Linked DNA regions of Mus musculus: all the other regions are linked to region 2. Evidence: chromatin contacts called from public HiChIP or PLAC-seq data. All regions are on one chromosome and are shown on one strand. The core of a region is the stretch at or near the end of the contact, and the rest is flanking DNA. Distances in the headings are between cores, read along the strand shown. Region 1 overlaps Hibadh (3-hydroxyisobutyrate dehydrogenase). Region 2 has its middle 52 kb from the start of Evx1os. Region 3 overlaps Hibadh (3-hydroxyisobutyrate dehydrogenase).

The links. HiChIP or PLAC-seq counts read pairs in DNA pulled down with a chosen protein or histone mark.
Region 1: an H3K4me3 HiChIP or PLAC-seq map of embryonic basal ganglia shows a contact between it and region 2, with 3 times the contacts expected there. The contact joins two enhancer-like sites. A contact is called at or near these places in 2 of 484 Hi-C or Micro-C datasets (bone marrow-derived macrophages and muscle stem cells), 3 of 115 datasets of contacts at active chromatin or transcription factors (astrocytes, embryonic basal ganglia and embryonic stem cells) and 2 of 9 other capture datasets (adipose tissue and embryonic trunk).
Region 3: an H3K4me3 HiChIP or PLAC-seq map of embryonic basal ganglia shows a contact between it and region 2, with 2.8 times the contacts expected there. The contact joins two enhancer-like sites. A contact is called at or near these places in 2 of 484 Hi-C or Micro-C datasets (muscle stem cells and nephron progenitors), 4 of 115 datasets of contacts at active chromatin or transcription factors (astrocytes, differentiating embryonic stem cells, embryonic basal ganglia and 1 more) and 1 of 9 other capture datasets (embryonic trunk).

Annotation. Positions count from the first base shown.
Region 1 is chr6:52,565,386-52,569,754 of GRCm38.p6, forward strand. All of the region lies in intron 4 of Hibadh (3-hydroxyisobutyrate dehydrogenase), which reads right to left. It overlaps Gm33047 (a long non-coding RNA gene), which reads right to left. Exons shown (of 2, transcript XR_377679.3): 2 at 1-4,369. Among named protein-coding and RNA genes, the nearest start is that of Gm33047, 12 kb to the right of the region's middle. Within about 2 kb of position 2,391, at least 17 of the 459 cell types and tissues checked have an H3K27ac peak or open chromatin away from gene starts, as enhancers often do. A contact at or near this core is called in embryonic basal ganglia, where this site is marked.
Region 2 is chr6:52,364,687-52,368,765 of GRCm38.p6, forward strand. No RefSeq gene overlaps it. Among named protein-coding and RNA genes, the nearest start is that of Evx1os, 52 kb to the left of the region's middle. RefSeq lists an enhancer at 478-3,538. Within about 2 kb of position 2,070, at least 10 of the 459 cell types and tissues checked have an H3K27ac peak or open chromatin away from gene starts, as enhancers often do. A contact at or near this core is called in embryonic basal ganglia, where this site is marked.
Region 3 is chr6:52,581,867-52,586,248 of GRCm38.p6, forward strand. The region is part of intron 4 of Hibadh (3-hydroxyisobutyrate dehydrogenase); the gene reads right to left. Among named protein-coding and RNA genes, the nearest start is that of Gm33047, 4.2 kb to the left of the region's middle. Within about 2 kb of position 2,660, at least 64 of the 459 cell types and tissues checked have an H3K27ac peak or open chromatin away from gene starts, as enhancers often do. A contact at or near this core is called in embryonic basal ganglia, where this site is marked.

The DNA.
Region 1 (4,369 bases), core at 1,141-3,640, 200 kb after region 2:
TGCAGGACCCACGTAAAGCCAGGCAAGTGTGGCAGCCACCTCTAATCCTAGCATTCTAGGACAGACAGGGATCGCAGGAGCAAGCTGGCTGAGCTAGGCCAATAGAGAGCTCTCCTTCTGCTCAGTGAATACCCCTCCCCACTAAACAAAGTGGAGAGCCATGAGGAACAATGTCAGTGTTGGTGCTCTGCACACACACAGTACACACACACACACACACACACACACACACCACAAAAGGAGAAAAAAGAAAAGAGCAACTCACCATTAACAAATACAAAACAAAGATTTCACAATAAAATTAAATAAAGTTATATTCAAAGTAAGAGCAAACTTCATTTAGAGAGGAATAAAGCAACCTCAGAGTTTTTTCTCCTTGAACTGAGTTACATATTTTAAGGTTACATATTATTTTTAATACTTATTTGGTACTTTACATAGAATACAGAAAATGAAATAACAAATAACATTCTTCATATTTTTATGTTAAAGGACTGTTTGCTCAAAGTGAACCAAGTTAATACTCAGTTCTTCCCTTCTGCCTGACTTGGTCTACCATCTGTAAACAGTAAAAATCAACATTAGTCACCTTGTTCTAATACTCATGCTAATCCGTCTCCCGGTTTGAGGCAGTTTGGTTTAGGAACCAGCACAAGCTGGTGTCTCGGATGATGCCTTCCTGCGAGCACAACCAGCTACAGACATCATTACTATTACTAAGCAGGCCTCGGAGAGTCACCTATGTCCCGCACCAAGTCAAAGAAAGTCACTTTCTCTGAAGACCCTGTATGCTTGACTCAGCACAGGACAGTAAACTCCTACTGTCACCTCCCTCCTTTGATCCTCCTGAGAGTTGTAGGAAGCAGAGGATTTTTAATCTTTCTCTCCTTAAATCTTCTAATTTCTAAATCTTCAGCTTTCTTGCCAGTGAATAAGTATCCCTACCCCTGCTCGCTGTGTCCACTGAGAGCTGTGGGTTTCTGTGCACACATGCTCACTGCTCCTTCACTTGAGATCATCTTCCCATCTCCCCTCCCCATCCCTCCCTCTCCAAGACTGCACTCAGTGAGAGCCCCACAGTCTTGGCTTTCTTTTCCTATTCCTGTAGCTTTCCGAGGGGCACTGGTAAAAAGCACACGTAACTACTCAAACTCATGAGTTTTCCTATGGTGTGTCGAGTGGGCAGGAGCTCTCTGAATGCGAGTGAGGTAAAGCTCCATCTAGCTGTCCACAACAAATATATATTAGCAAGCCAGCGTGCCAAATACTAAATAACACTGCTACTCATCAATTACACACAAAAGGACGACCTCAATTTTGGAGCAGTGTGATTCTCGGTATGTGGCACTGGCATCTTCACTTAATGCCATATAAAGAAACCCGTGTGTGTGTGTGTGTGTGTACACTCAGGGACAGTATCATAAAGAGGTAAAAATGAAAACACGTGATAAATAAATGGCCTAGGTGAAATCTCCACTCAAATCACACTGGTAGCTCAGACAAATCCCAATACCATTAAATCTACATTTTAGACTCAAAAGGTGCCATGCTTCTTCGGAAGCAGCAGAGAATATAAAGGAAAGGTCTTTGACATAGTAAACCGCAAATATTATAAAATGTAGCAAGTAAATCTATTCATCCTAAGCATGCCAAAGTCTTGGGCCTAAGAGTAGCAAAGAGCTGAAATTTGGAATTGGCCTTACGAAAAAAGCTGAATCAAGGATGGGTAACCTAAGATAACCTCTTAGGAATCACAGATGAGCTAGTTTTACCCACGCCAATCGGAAAGAGGCCTTCAAGCCCAGGAAGGAGACAGGACACTAAAATGTAAGCTCCAGCTGTATCTGCCTTTAACACTGTAAAAGCCAAGCTGCCAAGCACTCTCAAAAAAAAAAAATGCAGTAAATCACCTAATTTACTCAAAAGAACTTAAATGTTTTAACCAGTCTGCCATCAAAAGAGATCAAGAAGAGGGCCGAAGGGACCTGGGCTGCGATGTGAGCTGTCTTTAAAATGCAATTGTTCTAATCATTTTCTACAGATGCAGCCTCACAAGGGGCTGCTGTCACAGGGACCATTTACGACTTGTTATGGTGTCTCTATTGTTTACCAGCGTCATTCGCTGAAAAAAGGCGACAGCTGGGACAGAAAGCTGCTACTCAACGAACAATATAATCCCGTGAAAGTAATCAACAAATTTAAGGGTGTTAATTAACTTTACACTTTATCATGTTCAATTAGTTGTCCTTTCTAGAAAAGATTGCCGTGCACAATCAGTTTAGAGCGTGCCATGTTTGATTTGTAAGCGATCACTGTTTCTGTTGCAGAGCCCATGTCAGACGTTCTCCTGGGTTTTGGTGACACAGATGAATGGCTCTGCACATGTTAGGGGTGATCTGGTTTAACATAAGCCAGCATAACATAACCCCTTGTTAACATTACTTCTGGCATAATCCAAGCTGGAGACGAGAAAGCAAAAACATTCACAGTTCTATTCTGGAGTCTGATAAACAAAGTTTGGTTAGCCTTTCCTGAAATAAACAAAGACAAATACATGGCAAAAGAAGCAATTTTTCATCATTATTTTTCAAAGTAAGGTTCTCTTCCAGGGGCATGTTGGGATCATTTCCTCCCAGCAAGATCTCAAAGCTCTGCCACATTATGCACAAAGCACTGCTGTATCCTCGGGCTTTACATAATGCAGCCAGGCTTTTCCATAGCGAGTGACTAAGTGGTAGGATGGAGCTCAGTTCCGGCCTGTATGAGACTCTAGATTGTAACCATTAGATCCAGAAGCTGCGTTCTTAAGTGTAGGAAATCTGCAGGGAAGTACATTAATCTATGGATGCAGTCTGTTCTCGTGCCACCTTTAATGTACCTGTTCCTATTCACTAATAGGACAAGGAGACGCTCGTGATGGAGCGACAATATATTCACTATTGCATTTTAATGAAAGCTACTGCAGCTACTCTGAATTGATAAATACAGCACATATCAAAATATTCCAAAGCCACTGAAAAAGTGAACAAAACCTAAACTTGAGGTCTGGTAAGAGGTGTCCATTTTTATGAAAACAAAAGCAATGGGCATGCGCCAATCTATTAACAAAAAAAGCTATCTATGAAGGCCTTTGAAACACTGCCAGAGGTCGTATCTTGCTGTTTATACTAATTCTTGTATAATGTACAAATTAAATGCATATAAATAGCCACAGCTGGTTAGCTGGTTATGGCATTCACAAGGACAAAGCCAAACTTTTTTAAAACAGAAAAGTTGTTAACTCTGAAAGCTAATAATGTCCTAAGTTAAATATTAAAGAAGGAAATTATAGGCTATATCTAAAACAGCTGAAACCACAATACACAGCAGCAGAAAACATTTGTTTTCTGCAGAAGATCTGCAGGGAGAAGAGAAGCGGTCGATAGATCCTTAAATTGGAAGCAATAGCCGTTCTTCTATCCCAAGTTGGCAGCTGCTACACTTGCAGACCTGGTTCATTATTTACCCATAATGACCATCAAGCTGCAGTCAAAGTCAGATCACAACAACTGTCAGCAGCTCTTTTAATTAGCCTTGTTTGAATTCAGATAAATATCACAATAGCCCTGCTTATGCTGAAAGAGCAACAGAATAGTCTGTGTGGTGCGAGCATGGCTTGAGGAGGACCGGGCGTTACAGAAAGCCAGAAGACATGCAGAGGGGTTTAACTGCTGGGCAATCAAAGCATACATACAGTGGTTTACCTTCATTTTGTAAATCACTTAAAGAACAATTCCCTGACACCTGCCCGGACTGAGAAGGCACTCAGTGCTGAGCTGCAACCACGCTCCATGCTCCTGAGAGCCACGCGTCCAGAGTCTACAGAGAGCCAGGGCAGTCCCTTTGCAGAACCCTGGGTTTTGAAGTTCTGTCTTTGGGCAGAGAGTGGCAGAGCACATTCTAATACTGTAAAAACAAAAACTCATTGTGTAACTACTGTATATTTCAGCTTTAAGAATAACTGAAAAACAAAGTAAGTCTATTATTAAGTAGCTGATAACTTCAGTGAACTTTTACCCTTTAAAAACATCTATCTTTTAACAATGCTTCCTCTATGATAGGAATTGGTTATTTTCCTACACACTTCACAGTCTTCTCATCAGCATTAATAATCAAAGTTTAAAATGCTAATAATCAAAGCCTGATAATCCAATTACTGCCATATTCCACATCAGCCTGGACCCCATCACCCCAACTTGCTACAGAAGAAAATGTGGTAATTATTTTCCCTCTGCTTTATCAAGGACATGTTGTAACGTTAAAGGAAGGAAAAATGACAGCTGACAAGTGAGAATGATCTCGGAGGAGTAAGCAAAGGGCAAGATGACCT
Region 2 (4,079 bases), core at 820-3,319:
TCAGAAATGTCTAAAAGAGATCCTATCTGACAGAGATAAAAGTTGAGAAGCAAATCTGTCCTTCTGTTAGCTCCAGATATATCTGGCCGTGCTGGGAGGAGGAGCCTGCCTGGAGCCAGGGATATCTGGTGCTAACTGTTCGGAGTGTGGATTTGTTTGAGCAATGTGTTCTATTTGCAGTCTGGAAAAAGCTCAGCTAGAACACAGACCAAAACAAAACTAAACAATATAGATGAGATTAAAAGTAATTTCAATAAAATAGCACTGTTTAAACTCTGCTTTAATGCTCACCTTTTCCTTTAGCGGTGTGTCCTGGGAGATAGGATGGTTAATTATTTATGATGGGCATTAAGCATGAGCTGCTGGTAAGGCATTGCTTAGAGACTGTAGAGAACGTGCCAAGGAAAGAAAACTCACCTCTTATTAGAAAATCAGCGTTGAGACTATATCATCGGTTACTCTTACCAGTTTGTTTGGGACTTAGCTCTGGGAAGCCCAAGGAGCTGAGGTTTAATCTTTTGTGAAACTCATTCTCTTAAGCTGCTGCCTGGTTTTGGCCTGGTTGGCCTCATAGATTTTTCAAGATTTTCTTTTTCTTTTCTTTTTCGAGACAAAGTCTTGCCAGGTAGCCATGGCTGGCCTGGGAGACCAGGCTGGCCTTGAACTCATAGAGGTCTAGTTTTGTCTTCCTTCTTAAGTGTTGGGATTAAAGGTGTGTACTCTCATTTTACCTTGGATATAGTACTGGAGACTGGAGTGGACAGTAGTCTCCCTCCCTTCTCCCACCAAGCCCCTTTCTCCTTCTTCTCCTCCTCTCCCTGTTTCTTGCTTATCTTTCAGTTTAAGCAGTATACAATGTTGTAGGGAGTCGAGGTAGCCCTGAGTGAAAGCGTATTGTTTGACATGGGTATATCTGAATACCTCAGACCTACAGAAATGGCCAAGCCTTCTTCTGGTTGGAGTTCGAATACTGGCCATATGTGCTAAAGTTAGCAACTGCAAATTCTCACATGTTCACAGCCTCAGACTGGTGCCTACAGAGACCTGCTAACCAAGACTAGCTGACTCTTCCCGCCCTGTGCTGCACAGGATAAATGCACTGAGGTTTCAGGTTGTTGAAGGGTTGGTGTCACCCTGCCAGAGTGGGCAGGACCCACCTAACCCTGGCTTTCCTGTATAGATGACTGTTGTCTATCATTCCTTCTTCTCTCTCTCTCTCTCTCTCTTTAGGTTTTTTAGGTTTTAGGTTTTTCGAGACATTTACATTTGCAGAATGTAAAGGGGAGACATGTAATGAAGGCATTTGTCTTATCAATCATGAGCCTGCATGCTCAGGATTTGAAGTGACTTCTCTTTGAGCAAAAACAAAAGGTAGAATTCCTGCCGGAGTTTCCTAAATATATATTCCCCATAACAGCCCAGGGCTGAGGGGAAAGTTGTTACCAAGGCAATGGTTTGAAGACTGTGAGGCTGGCTCTCCTCTCTGAATTCAGGCTATGGGGTGGGGTTGGAGTTCTTTTGCAGCCAGGGAGTGATTAGAGGGCTTCTGCATGTATCTGCATATTTCCTCAAATGTGATCCACAGGCCACAGTGCAATTAAAGCGCAAAGCACCAAGTTTAGTTTTTGAATGCAGAGAGGATCTGGGCCTGACTTGCATATTAAAGGCATCCATGAGCACAGACTGTCAATCCATCATCTGTTTACCTGTCATACACTTCCAGGGTGATCTTACCTCTAATTATTTTAAAGACAAGATCACACGTCTAGGACTTAGAATATAATTACTAAGAACTTACTAGTAACTCAAAGAGCAAGACTCCAACCCGGAAACATACCTCACGCAACCATATTTTTGCCAGCTTGTAGTTTACACTCCTGTTATCTGTGGCACTCTTCTCCCGTGGAGTGCCACTTATACATGGCTGCCCAGCCTGCTTGAGACAACAGGCCCCTGGAACAAGAGTTAGCATATAAAGTGCGGTGGTCGGGGCAACGATCTTCTCCCCAGGGCTCCCTTTTATCAACCAACCCTGGCCACAGAATAGAGCCCACTGTTTTATGTTTCAATCGTACCATATGGCACGACGTGAGTGTGCTTTAATGACTTATTAGCATATTCCTCCAACGAGGCTTTCCTAGTTACACCAGCCTGACAAAATCTGAATTTCAAAATATTTGCAGCAAATGTCCTACAGTGAGCCAGGCTTGGTTGTTCACGCGCTCATTCATCTTTCTCATGCCGATGGCTACGGAAGCCATCGGGTCAGCCAGTCCTCTCTCACCCTGGACCTAAACACTTTCTGGAATGTCCACACTATTATTTAGGTGCTTCGGGTCCCTGTGGCATGGGGATTCCCCACTCTGCTTAGATCCTGGGTTTTTAACTAATACTTCCCCTGCCTTCTGAGACCTTGATCTTCTTTTGTGGGGAATGAGACTCCTCTGGCTGCTTGCCTCATTAAAAAGGCTGGGAGCATTTGGGACAGAACCAGGCACCAGATCAAGTTTGGGGCTCAGGGTTTCTCACTGTGGCTTTGCTAGGGGACAAAAGCCCCAGGGTGGGTCGTGTTTCCACTGTGACCGCTCTAATGAACATGGGCTGTGTGGGGAGGGAGGTGCGCAGAGCAAAGCCACCATATTCCCTACAGAGGACCTGGCTGGCCTCTGTCTACTGCCCATGCCTCAGCATCTGCTTTTGCTGTTTAGATACAGGAGAATGTGTCTCTCTTTCTTGTTTTCCCAAGTCAGTTCTCGGTACCTCTGGTGAGTCAGGATGATGCCGGTGGAGGCTGCCAGAGACCACCTGAGACAAAGTGACTGTCCCAGTGACCCCCAAAGTCAGCCTGCTGCTTTTTCTTTCTGGATAACTGCAGTAACATGAGGGTGTGACTATTGATTTTAATTAAAAAGAAAAAGCTTCCAACTTTATGGCACACACGGTCACAGATGCCTTCTAGATTATTCTCATTAGAGGTAGCCATTGATACCATTACTTTGAATGAGCTGTGATCAATTGCCTGATGGATAGTTTTTTTTTTTTTAGGGGGAGAGTTGTTGTTTCTGGTAAGAAAAGAGACAGACTTAGCTAAGCAGAGTCTTGTCTTTATTTCTACTTCCTTCTTGTGTGTCACGTCCATGAGATGGCTGGATGGATATACGACAGTGGTCTTGTCCTCACGAGATGAACAAAAACATAAAAGCTGATAAAAGAAACTAAAACAAGTAGCCAGGTATGGTAGCACAAACCTGTAGTCTAGCACTGGAGAATCTGAGGCAGGAGGACTGCAAGTTTGAGAACAGAGGCCATATAAAGAAACAAATAGAAGAAAGAAAGCTAACAGGAAATGAAACAATAAACCACACATGCTGAAGGCACAGTAGGGCTGGGGATGCAACTCAGCTGGCAGAGAGTGTGCCTGTCATGCACAAAGCCCTGGGCTCAGTTCCCAGCACTGTATAACCTCTGCGTGGTGGCACAGTCTGGAGGCAGAAAGATCAAGAGTCATCCTAACTACAAAGTGAGGTTCACGTCAGCCTGGGGCTATGTAAGACCTTCACCCCTCCAAAAACGGGAGCGGAACTATTACTTGAATTTTTCCAAAATATTCTTTTTTTCTGAAATTAGGAGACAGAAGCCAGAGAGGCTGAGACACCGGCCCAAGATGAACTGAGGAAGTCCTCTGCTTTCAAATCCTGTGCTTCATGCGTACTATCACTGTGACCCCGCCCCCGCCAGAATGAATAGGGTTAAGGCTAAGGGGTGCTATATGAGTGGGTGCTTAATCTGAGTCTCCCTCCCTGCCCCCCACAGTGAGGGTGTGGTCAGCAGACAGTCCTCCACGCGTCAGAAGAGGCCCTTTACTGGAGGCTGACTTGGCTGGTGCCTTGATCTCAGACTTCCAGCTCCTGGTTCTGTTAGAAATAAGTTTCCTAGAGCACATAAACCAAACAGTATTAAATTATGCCAATTATTATAGCTAGGCATGGTGACATACACCTGCAAGGTAACCCCAAAGGCAGGGCAGGGTGATCTGGAGTCACAGAGTGAGTTTGTTTCAAAACAATACAATAAACAAT
Region 3 (4,382 bases), core at 1,410-3,909, 220 kb after region 2:
TAAAATATGATCACATGTTTTTATTTTTAAAATGTTACACCACAACAATAGAAATGTTTACGGAGAGCACTAGTTCACAACTACAACCCTCTTTAGCTCAGGCATAGTGGAAGGCAGTTGGGTTATTTTTTAATGCAGGTTAAGTGTGAGTGCTCTGGGTGAGTAGACAGGGAACACAGACAACATTAGAAGAGGGAGCAGCACTTAAATAGCTTTTCCAAACACTGGCTATTCGTCCTTGACAGCAAACCAAAATCTGTTGACTGGTCTCTGCAGAGCTAGCTACAACATGGGATCTGAAAGTACTACTAGGGGATTTCTGTACTGGTACATTAAAATCAGTCTACTTTACAATAACCAAATAATGACCATTTGAAATTTATTAAGTTGGTGGGTTAGATAAAAACTTCAAAAATTCCTATTACTCAGTATGAGGAACTTGTGTTTTTAAATTACACTTCCCAGCAGGTCATAAACATTTCAGGATGCTCTCAAAATCACAGTCAGACACAAGAGTTTCAAATAATTTTTCACTTGGACAAACTGGATTTTACAACTGAGAAGAAATATATCAACATTTTTTCCCTTTGAATTAAAAGCTCTACTAGGTCTTTATATCAGATCTCATTTGTCATTTTTACAAGTAAAATGATGTTCTACCAAAAGAAAAAAAAAACTTCCTCCAGTTTAGCTTGCAATTACATCGCTGTATCAATGGTAGCGGAAGACCTTGGTGCACATGTGTCGTTTCATCACAGAGAACACTGAGCAGATGTATTCAAACTCAAAATTTGATAAAATAATTCCCTAACCCTAACCCTGATTACTCCTCTGTTGCGAATATTCTTTTTTTTTTAGCATGACCCCAGTCAATTCTGAGATTGAAGGCAAATTTAATTTTCCCAATTCGCTTTTTATACCATTTTAATTACAGCGAATATTCTTAAATGAAACTGTATCTGAACCAAGAACACAACGTGGGGTTGGAAACGCAGGTCAGCTCATAGAACGGCTGTCTAGTGTGCACAAGGCCCTGGGGCTGATCCCTAGCACCACATAAACGGAACTGCACCCCTGTAATCTCGGCACTTGGGAGAGAGATGCAGGAGGGTCAGAAGTTCAAGATCACCTCAAGCTACAGCCCAATCCTGGGCTACATATGACCGTGACTCAAACAACAAAACCTACAAGATGGCCATCCTGACTCATGCTTAGAGACAGCAGTGCCTACTATTCCTTTCACGAGGCTCACTGTCTTGTGAGGAGAACGGCTGTGACTTTATGGTCCATCTAAAGGAAGGGCTATGGGTAGCAGCACATCATGAACCAGTATTCTCAGAGTTAGGGACAGTAGAGTACAGCAGTTAAAGAGCTTGCCCAGTGTATGTGAGGCCTGGGGTTTTAATGCTAAAAATTCATCCATATCACTTAAATATTTATATGCATTCCTAACGTAGTGATAAATTTGTTAGAAACAGAATTACTAAGTCAATTGTGTGTTTCTATACATTTGATACATACTGTTAAACTGTTTTTTGATTTGGCTGAAATATTTTGCATTCCCAAAGTTGTCTATAAATTTATGTATTTACCCAGCCCTTGCTAATACAGACACACACACACACACACACCTTTGTCAATTTAAAGGTTTAAAAGTTGTGGCGTTTTTTGGACCACTCCCTGTGTCATCAAGTGCAGGTAGGCTGTTTCACAACTAGCCAGGCAACTATGCATATGTGCCATCTTTATGTCCCCATTTCATTCTATTAAAATAGATATTTTATCTGCCACCCTGTCTAATTCTCTGAGCTAACATAAGGACTAAATAAAATACAAGAAAAAGAGTGAACACACACAGAGAGAGAGAGAGAGAGAGAGAGAGAGAGAGAAGGGGGCCAGATGAAATGCTACTGACAGTCTAAGGAAGTATATGAGCTTTTCTGTTTCACTAGAATTTCGTTACACCAAAAGCTTTGGGGCTTAGATTAGCAAAACTTTCATTTTATTAAGCAGTTTTCCTCTCTTAAAGTAAGTTATGGTATTTTGTCAGATAGTTTAGAGGAAAAATTATATAAGATGGCAAAATTCTCAACTGAAGTACACATGTAAAATTCACTGATGGCAGTCTCAAGGCTAGCCTTCTTCCAAGCTGATTCAAATCTGAGAAGATGGATGGTTTATTTTCTCCACACAAATAGAATCCACCTAGACACAGAGTTGGGGAAAGTCACCTGAATGGACTGATGACCCTTGTGACAGTTTATGCTGTACATGTTCTATGTATGTGTATTATGTGTGGTATGCTTTAAACATGTTTTCTCTCATGAACACTATGCCTTTGTTGCAAATATACAAGGACAGAAGACAAGCATCACAAGATGTGTCCACTTCTGTCCCACTGATCCTCACAGTCTCCCTAGGACACGGAGCTATCACACCAGGAGGTGCTAGCCTTGTGGCTGCAACAGTGAGCACCTCTACTTCCCTGGGACTTCAGCTCAACAGCCCTCACTGGTGACTTGTGACATTGTCCTGCCAGTCCCTGCAGGTCCAGTACCCTGACAGGCCATTATGAAAAGGCTCTCTAACAGGGCCACTGGCTGTCAGAAGCCACCAGCTGGCCTGCCACAGCCCTGCAGTCGCCAGGGTCCAGCTGCCAGTCTGGGCGGTGCTGTCCATGCTGAGCAACGTGCCGCCCAGCTGCTGCGTGGTCACGTCCATCTGGAGCTCTCCAGCTAGACAAATCTCTATGCTGTCAGATCTCTTCGGCAAGCCTTGTTATGCAAATCCAATTACTCAAGTGTGCCCTGTAACTGCTGGCTAAGTGCTCCTAGAACCCGTCTCATACTGACAGTCAGTTCACATTTTTTTCTTCCCCAAAAAGTACCTCATTTATTCTTGCTTTGCTAGCCCTTGTATCATTAAAGCAGAGCAGCTAAACTCCACGGTATTCTAACCTCTCTGCAGTGGGTTCCTGTTCTCCACACAGAGCTCAGAGGAAAATTAATTACAATACAAAACCTTCTAATCAGACACGAGAGGTGTTCAAGCTGCAGAGTTCCTACATTTGACTGAGGTCGTTTTACTACCAGAAATATGAGACTTAAATTTTAATGACAAAAATGGAATTATTAGAATAAAGCTGCAGTAGTACTTACTAATATCCAATTTTAAATTTTAAAACAAGGACAGACTTTTTACCACATGAAGTTCATCTTGGCTCCTTCCCTTTCTAAACTCCTTTCTCCCCTGCACTGTCTCCTGTACATGAACCCTCTACACACACCTCACCTCACTCCTTAAATTGAGGTTTCTCTCGTTTCCCTTTAATGATTCACTCTAACTAATCACTGATCTGAAGATTACTTGGGAAGTAAGTTTTCAAAGTCACTTAACTATTTCTATTCCAGTCAAAAGATAATTGAGGGGAGACTCCACAATGGCCCAAAAAAATGTCACTATAAAATTATACACTTAAATATACTGAGAAGGGGAAAAGATGAGCTTATCAGTAGCTTTATTTTCACATTCACAGTTTCCACAATCTAAGTCCAGCAGTTAGGAAAGAAAGGACCTATATAAATGTCTGCCAGTCACAAAATGATACAAACATTATACAACCAGCATTATTTAAAGGGCTATCTGGACCTCATTTCCCCAAAGCCTGTAAGTGGAGTAGGACTGTTCAAGAACCTTACTGTAGCAGTCACAGCCGTTCACTGCTGACTGCACAGTCACACTTGAGTTTTAAAGACCTAGGGACTAGAGGATCAATGCTGCTGCTACTGCCAGGTTTCTGTTTGTTTCACTTTCTAAGTGAACTTGGAAAATGGGTAAGAAATTACACCAGGCAAGGAATTTATCATAAATTGGAATGCAGCATCTTAAAATATACCATGAGATCACTCTATTTGCTAAGACAGTTTCACTAATTCACAACTCTCTAATTTTGTTTCTAGGGATAATAAAATTCCTTTAAATTACATATGATATATGATAAGCCCAAGAGCTTATATTCTTTGTTTCTACCCTGTCTTGATCAAATGAGAGGAATGCATGGTACCTCTATGCTCAACTTAAACCCAAACTGCTTGGTACCTGCTTTTCAAGTGCTCATCTTTAAGTAATTTTAGTTTTGGTTTGTTTGTTTGTTTGTTTTGAGAGGTGGTGCCCTTTGAGACATAGTTTCGCTGTGTAGTCCTGGCTGTCCTGGAACTCACTCTGTAGATCAGGCTGGCCTCAAACTCAGAGATCCACCTGCCTCTGCCTCCTGAGTGCTGGGATTAAAGGTGTGTAATTTAAAATTTAAGTAACTTTAAAAGTCAACATCTTTTAACTCTTCAGAGACTAAAGTTTAGAGAGAATTATGTAAGTTGAAATTG